Regions from separate parts of the Triticum aestivum genome. Here region 1 is linked to region 2. The links are chromatin contacts, called in public Hi-C maps. All regions are on one chromosome and are shown on one strand. The core of a region is the stretch at or near the end of the contact, and the rest is flanking DNA. Distances in the headings are between cores, read along the strand shown. Region 1 holds the start of LOC123068959 (60S ribosomal protein L18a-like protein). Region 2 holds the start of LOC123068956.

Region 1 (4,073 bases), core at 991-3,490, 160 kb before region 2:
TGGTTTGAAACCTAGCTTTGATGTTTCCACAAGCAAACAACGGCGCGTAAAAATAGAAAATAGAAAATATACAAATGGATTCATTTCCACAGATGTGCATTTTCATAGAAAAGGAAGGAGCAAACGGGGTTAAAACACACCTTCACTACAAAAATGATCAATCTGTGAATCAATTTGGTGGCAGAACCATCAACACATCTGCTATCAGGTTGCATGATGGTTTACATGCATTAAGAAATGATTTTTTAGGAAAACTCTTTTGCTTTCCGTACCTAGATATGGTTTATCTATTACACTACTTTGCATCTATGAGTTGTTTTCTTTCAAGCTACATTGATTATAGCAACATGTTCAGGATTTACTGTGGAAGGACAACCTACCGCAATAGCAGAGGCAGCAAGACCTGGGCGCTCTCGGGGATCCCTATTGTAGTACTTGCAGCAGTAAAGAGTCGTTGCATAGTACCAAAGCAATGGACACAAGAAACCTAAAAGAAATCTGCAACCAGAACATGTTTGATATTGCCAGATGCAGAATTTGAAAACTGAACTGAAGTTTGTGTAGGTGGTAAGGGATTCTTACGAGGACCACCCTATTCCGCAACCAAAGCAAGGAAGGCGTCTCTCAAACTTTGCCAGCTGTGGGTTCTCTTCATCTCTGAGTAGGGTGTACTTGCCAAGACACCCTTGACAATGGCAAAGATCATCTGAGCTTGCTGTGCAATGCCAAGTGTGATTCAGATTAAGAAGTAATCGAATAAACAAAACTCAAATAATGCACATCATGATCAAGCTAAAGCCCTAGAGCAGTTTTAACATGGTCCCTCTTACCTCCTCTTTTCGTATGAGAGGTAAGAGTATGAAATAGATCTGAACCGTTGATCACATTAATTAGTGGCCTGAGTAACTCTTACCTTCTTACCTCATATGTAAAAAGAGGGGGTAAGAGGGACCATGTTAAAATTTGCCAAAGCCCTAATAAACAAGGAAAAACTGTAAACTCTGAATCATAATTAGGTTATATCTCCCTGGTGTTTATACACTAGTATTATGCTAAAGACCGGTATGTCAACATCATGTAATAGATGTTACTGTCTTTTACAATGACAGACTAAGGGTTCTGTTCTCCTGCATAATGTAAGCGATCTAGCGGCAAAGGAAATCTTAAGTTTAACTCAAAAGATCCTGCATAACGTAGGGGATCTAGCGGCAAAGGAAAACTTAAGTTCAACTCAAAAGACAGATACAAAGTTGGAAAAGCAGTTACCTTCTCCCATTTAATCTGGAGCTGTTTAGGGAAGATGCAAGCTTAACACCAAGCTGCTTTGCAGATTCCTCCTTGCTGGAATCAGCTCAACAAGTTTGATCCGAAGAATAAAACAGAAGAGTACGCGGCTTGGCACATAAATCCTGCAAGTGCGTCAGAATGGTCAGCCTGCCGCATCGGAGAGAAAATTGTATATACAATGTAATCTCTGTATGAACACGCATATCAGTCTAGTTGGTGGGGACAAATGTTCAGGAGAGTACTATATTTCTTGTTGCTCTGAACTCTAATACTCCAACTTTTTTTTTGGAAAAGCAGTACACTGGTTCTTTACTCAGGAGAGTACTGTATTTCTTGTTGCTCTGAACTCTAATACTCCAACTCTCTATATTAGAACAAATCTAGACGAATTTTATACAAAATAAGTTGCGGCCGCTCTAGGGGAGCATCTCAGATCGGTCTCGCGCGCCGAAGGAGAAGAAGCGGCTAAGCTAGCCAGACCGGGTACGGGTGGGTGGACTAGATTAGCAAGGGCGCACCTACCAGTCCACCACGCAGCAGACAGGCAAATCGGCAACTACCTCGACGGGGATTCAGACCTCGGTCGCCGGCCGCCACGCAGCAAACAGAATAAGGGAGCCGCAAGACGAACTCACACACAAATCCGTATCAAGATAATCCAGTCGGGACAGGATAGGGTTCCTTACCGGCAAGATAAGAAACCGATCCAGCACCAGGACCGCGTCGCCGCCGGCGGGGCGAACCGCGAGGTGGGGGAGGGAGAAGGGGGCGCCGGACGAGACCGAGGTGGGGATGGAGAGCGGTAGAGAGCACTAGAAGAGGCGAGGAGGGGGGGGAGAAGCGGAAGAGTGGAGCCGAGGAGGAGGAGGTCCAATGGGTGTGGTTTTGTGGACACGCACCCGCACCGGTACCGGCGGTGTGGATGTCGTGCACCTACCGCCACGCTATGTGCCGCGTCGGTGAGCCGGAGGATGGAGACACGAGGGAGGGCGGCCCTTTTTAACACACGGATAATGACCCGTTCCTTGTCGACAATACAAAGAGGGGAGAAAAAGTCCTTTTGTGTCAAAATACCACGTCATTATTAAAACAGATCTATCTTTAAAACCGTGGTTCCAATTGAAAAGGCGACCAATGTCACTTCATCATGGACTGGAAGACCGTCTACCGTTGTTTTTCGACACGGTTCAATGGTGCCCTCGGGCTTCTTTGGGTTTTGCTGCAATGGACGATCATGAAAGGTTGTGGACAAGCTCCCTTGCTCTGATGATGACAATCGACTCTTAATGCTTTTGATGATGACAGTAACCCTCGGAGACGGAAACAAGGCCTTATTTTGGCATGACAGATGATCAGAGAAGGAGGCCTTTGGCCGAAGTTACCCTGAGCTCTTCGGTATGGTGTCGCCAAAGTTACGGAGGGAGTGGCAAATAGCTTTTCTATAGAAATTGTATTAAGTTGGTTGCAAGAATCAACATGTCGACACAGATCATCTGGTCCATTCACTTGTGTTAACATTGAAAGAGATCCTCCTTGACCGCCAAAGGTGTGCTTCAGTTATTTACCTCTAGACCTCTTCCAGGAAGTACTCTCTCGGCTCAGTCTATAAGCCAAAATTTCATAGATACCATGAAAAATTGTCAGGGGAAAAGGATGTAGAAAGTCCCATCAGAACTAAAGTCAAAAACAAAAAATCTCAAGTCTCTTCCTTCATAGTGGATCCTCTAGCTATGTGTGGTTGACTAACGAATCATGCCAACATTGCCTTGGGGGAGGGGGTCGAATCCACCAACCACTAATGCAAAGATTTTCATTTCATCCTCGAGGTCCGAGGGCTCATGCACACTTGGATATTCAGCTACCGGTGGTGTCTTTGAACACCGCCGCTATCATCGATATCTAGTGGGATGTCATGATGTGCCGAACGGATAGGGACATAAGCACAAGTACATCTTTGGAAGGGGGAGAAGCGGAACATCTTCAAGGGTAGGAGAATGTCGTATGTTCTAGATGCCCACTGTGCCTTTGAGGACATCGCTCACATGGATTCCCACGAAAACCCCTGAGAGAGTAGGGTGTGGTTCTAGGTGTTTTGGCATATTAGGGCAACTCCAACGCCGTGCACCAAACGCCCATAAGTGTCTGAAGTGTGCGCTCCAGATACTTTTTGTCATCCAACGTCATATGCACCAAACGTCTACGGCATGGTCCAGGTGTCCGAATTCCCCTAAACCAGTACCAAACCAGGAGGGGTACGAATGTCCACCTGGCTCATTTGTGAGGTGGACTACATTTCCTCACACCACATGTGCTTTTTCCTCTAGGTCTATATGGCCTACCCTGTTGTCCGGGTTTGATGCCTATTTGATGTCTACGGTTGGATGATCGCCCCCCCTATCTACGTACATGTCGTGACGTAATATTTGATGTGTTTATTTTGATGCACACCATTAGAGTTGGCCTTGTATAACAAAGTGTGGCCACCTGCTTATACATACTTTTTCTATTCTTCTGATGAAAAGGCAGTACTCCTAGTGTCGGTTGATCGAAAAGAGTAAGTCCTATGCGTAGGGAAAATGACATGAATACATTGGCGGTCACTGAAGTTGAATCAAAAGCACACTATGGTCGTTGTACTTCTGAATACGCTCATTACGGTCATTGAATACGCCTTGTGGTGATTATGCGGTCATTGGCTCACCGTAGAGCTCTGTATTCTGCTTGGTTGACTGTTCAGCATTTCCAAGTAAGCAGTCAAGCATGCATACATGGTAGTCGGTTACACC
Region 2 (4,052 bases), core at 977-3,476:
TCAGAATGAAGGTCTTAAAGCAGTGTACATAGTACATACTCCCTCCGTCCAAAAATAAGTGTCGCGGTTTAGTTCAAATTTGAACTAGAACCACGACACTTATTTTGGGATGGAGGGAGTACTATTGTTTTCTTCTGTGCTTCTATTCACAGATTCTGACTTGACCATGTTTATCCATCAGCTGGTATTTTAATCAGCATATTGAACTGAACTGCAATATTATCTTATCAAGCAGCATTCGATCCTTACCAACATTCTCTGATTGATCTGCTTCCCGTCACTGCTATTTCATGTTAGCTACTCTCTGGTGAACAGTTTTTCTGAATAGGTGGATAGTTGTTTTCATAAAACTAACCTGTATGGTATCGTCTAACTTGTTACATTAAGGTTTCCTTATTGAACTTGGTTGTCTTATTTACTCCCCTTTCCATTTATCAAAACCCAAAATTAAATGAGCTTAAATGGATGTATGTACTGATGCTATCTGTACATATCAGAAACTGTTATTTGACTTGGACATGGCTTGAATGCCTTCGTTGTGAAACTATTTGAATGCTTCCACAAAGATGCAGCAAGAATTTGGTGTCTTTATTAGCATTTGTGTCATGATTCATGAAGTACACTGATATGCACAAGTTTTTATTTCAGGCTTAAAGAAGTTAATTCTGTTGGGATGAAAGATTGGGCTAATATTCAGACTGATATAGTTGGTCTAATTATAAAGAAGCTTGGCATTCCTGACTACATCAGATTCCGTGCTGTATGCACCTCATGGAACCATATCTGCAAGGAAGTATCCAACCATCCAAGGGTGGACCCATGGCTGATGCTCCCCACAAAGCCGCTTGATGGTGCTAAATTTTTTAGCTTACCTGAAAAAAAGACTCAAACCATCCATATCCCGAGCGTTGCCACGATCTTTGGATCCATGTGGACTCCGGTTGGTTCATCCCATGGTTGGCTTATCTTCTTTAGCCCGCCGCAGGGAACCATCCAGCTGGTTAATCCCATCAGCAGCACATCGTTCCAACTCCCCTCAATCGGAAGGAGGCACCTGTCCAAGGCCATGTTGCTTGACATGAGTGAGAGCAACTTCACTGTTGCTGTCATCCATCGCGACCAGAAAGGATACCAAGTGACACGCAAAGGAAGCAAAAGCTGGTCGTTTGTCGATTCAAAACACATTTTGGTGGATGTCTTCAAGCACAGAAGGCAACTTTACACCATTGATGTATATGGTACGGTTGAGGTGTGGGCAGAGCCTCCCCGTTCATGGCCAGATGATGACTTCCCCCAGGTGGAACCGCATATGCACAACCTCGTCCACTACCAACACCAGAAGTTCAATTGCCTGGTGGAGACCCCGTCCGGCGATCTCATAAGGGTCAAGCGCCAATCGCAGAACAAGTTTGCGCTGTGGGTCCTCGACAGGGAGACCTCTTCCTTCGAGCGGACCAGCGACATTGGGGAATTCGGGCTGTTCGTCAGCCATTACAGCTCGTTCTGTTTTCCGGCCAAGGACCATTCGTACCTGAAGGCAAACTGCGTCTACTTCATCGACGGCTACAACAACATGTGCGCGTTCAACCTCGAGCACGGGACCAAGGAGCTCGTAGAAGCCCTTGAAAGTCCTGCCCCTTCCCACAGCCAGCAAGACTTCTACGGGCGCCAGCCACGAGCAGAACCATTCCTATGGTTAATACCTTCTCTGAAGTGATTAAACGTGTGCGAAGCTGAAACTGGCGTGTACCTATATCCTAGAACCGGTACTCTGAACTCCCTAACTAGTATACAATTATTGGACGTATTCCTGGTACTTTTGTGGCAAAAACGATGTGGCTGAAGTTTGAGTTGAACCAGCCGGTCGTTGCGTGTGTTTGTTGTATATATATAATATGCAACTGGCTTGTGTTTTTGGACAAAGTTGTAGTATTACAGGTTCTGGGTTTGCCATTCTCCCTCCTTGTCCCAGGTGCCAGTGACACATGTCCAGAATATTTGGTCGCATATCTGTGTGGCAGTGACATGAGCAGTGCATTTCCGCGAAAAAAGTCTGTACTCTCCCAGGAGTAATTTGATTTCTTGCGAATTTGGAACTAACTTCCACTCGGTCAGGAATTCAGAAGTCGGAAGTGTAGGCGTGTCCATCGAACGCGGTTGCCGGTTATCCCCGCTTCTTCTCCGCGTTTTCCGAGCAGGTGCAGCCACTCTGTCCAATATAAGCCAACCGCATCTCATCTTATCTCGTGTCGGGATCAAACCCAACGCGTCAACACGTGTGTACCCATTCCCCACTTTCTCAGGCAGAGCAGCAGCAGCACCAGCTCGATCTCGCGACAGCCTCGTCCCGCGCCCAACGCCGGCGCCTGCGCATGGAGACGACCGCGACGTCCTACCCGGTGGCGCGGGACCCGCCGCCGCGGCCAGTGCCGCAGACGGCGCAGCTGGGCGGCGGCCCGGCGCCGCAGCGCGGCGGGTGGGCGGGCTGGGCGCTGTGGGCGGTCGTGTTCCTGGTCCTCGCCGCCAGCTTCGCGTGGGGCGTGTACCAGTCGCGGCACCGGCCGCGGAGCCTCGCCTTCGTCATCGTCACCTACTACCTCCTCGCCGTGCTCTACTGCTGCCTCGGGAAGCTGAGCCTCCTGCGCCGCGACGACCCGGCGGCGGCGCCCGAGCGCCAGCGGGTCAGGCTCGCCGTGTGGGTCGTCTCCGTGGCGTTCGCCAACGTCATCGCGGCGCGCGTCGCCGACTCGATGCCCGAGCGGGGGCTCCAGATCGCCGTCTGGGTGGTCCTCGCCGCCGGCATCGGCGTCGCCTTCTACTTCTTCTTCATCCGCGAAGGCGCCCGCGAGGTCGCCGGGCAGCGGCGGGAGGCGGAGCTCCACCAGGTGTCCCCGGAGCAGAGGGTCTGAGGCGAGCTCCAGTCAACTTTGCCATGGGTGGATGGAAGAAGTAGTATAGCCATTGCTTCGTTTTTTCTTAATTATGTAAACTTTATTTTTAAAAGCTTATTATTTTCGGGAAGCTGCTGTGTGGCTGTGGCTGTCAGTCGACACTCGACGCCGTGCTGGGATTTGCTGGAATCACTGACGTGTGGGCCGCTAACCAGCTGGCCCGCATGTCAGTTACACTTGGTCACCTCGGCCAATCTGACCGTCATACTCGGCCAATCTTTTCCTGTAATAAAGTTTGACCGACGACTGTATCTATTCGACCACGTCTTCGAACTGCTGATTTTTCGTTGCATTCTTCATACGGGCCCGCAACATGCTGACATCGAGCAAGTAGGAAAACTGTAATTCAACCTAAAAATACAAAAATGTTACAAAAATCTTCTTCTCTAACTCTCTGCAACAAGAGTCATGTTACAAAAATTATCTTGTTCTCTAATTTTCTGTAACAAGACATCTGTTGCAAAATATTCTCTTCACTAATTTCCCGCAACAAGATTCTGTTAGGTTGATCTCTCTCCCGTTCGAGCCCAACGGGTCGAACGGGCCCCTTGCATCGCGCCCTGATCGGGGGCGCCTAACCAAACCTTGGTGGGGTGCCGGGGCATGCATAACGAGGTTGACCGTGCACCACAACCAACACCAACACCCCAATCTGATCTAGGGTTGCGCTAGGTCGACGGGAAGCTTCACCGGCACCACCTCGTCCACTCTCTGCCATCACCACCACAGCTCTACCATGGCCACCAGCTTGAGCTCGTCGAGCCAAGGCGAAGGTAGGACTATCGGAATCTCTAGCCTACCCCGATACAGAGAACCTATCAATGATATCAGAGCCATCTAGGCTTAGTTTTTTCGGTAGAAAGAAATCAAGCAAAAGTTTTTCCCCTCCCCAAAGAACCCCACTGACAGGGCAATTTTTTTCCTCAACGGAGAAAGTAGCGCCGCCGTCATGGCCACGCCGTTCCTCTCGATCCGGATGGGCATCGGCATGCCGAGCCATTCGGAAGAAGAACACGGGCAGTGGGAGCACCACTCCTTCACCACTGCCAAAAGAATAAACCTCATCGGGGCAAAGGGCACCTCACCGAGCCATTTGACAGC

Evidence for each region. A called contact is a pair of places that touch in the nucleus more often than the background predicts.
Region 1: a contact with region 2 is called in a Hi-C map of leaf, with 4 times the contacts expected there. The contact joins the promoter of LOC123068959 here to the promoter of LOC123068956 in region 2. A contact is called at or near these places in 2 of 5 Hi-C or Micro-C datasets (both in leaf).

The regions. Positions count from the first base shown.
Region 1 is chr3B:127,281,094-127,285,166 of IWGSC CS RefSeq v2.1, reverse strand. It overlaps LOC123068959 (60S ribosomal protein L18a-like protein), which reads right to left and starts at 2,240. Exons shown (of 5, transcript XM_044491666.1): 1 at 1,974-2,240; 2 at 1,267-1,409; 3 at 583-715; 4 at 381-498. The coding sequence starts at 1,276.
Region 2 is chr3B:127,125,649-127,129,700 of IWGSC CS RefSeq v2.1, reverse strand. LOC123068956 reads left to right here and starts at 2,226. Exons shown (of 1, transcript XM_044491662.1): 1 at 2,226-3,250. The coding sequence starts at 2,373. The coding sequence ends at 2,909. It overlaps LOC123068955, which reads left to right. Exons shown (of 3, transcript XM_044491661.1): 3 at 649-1,964. The coding sequence ends at 1,717.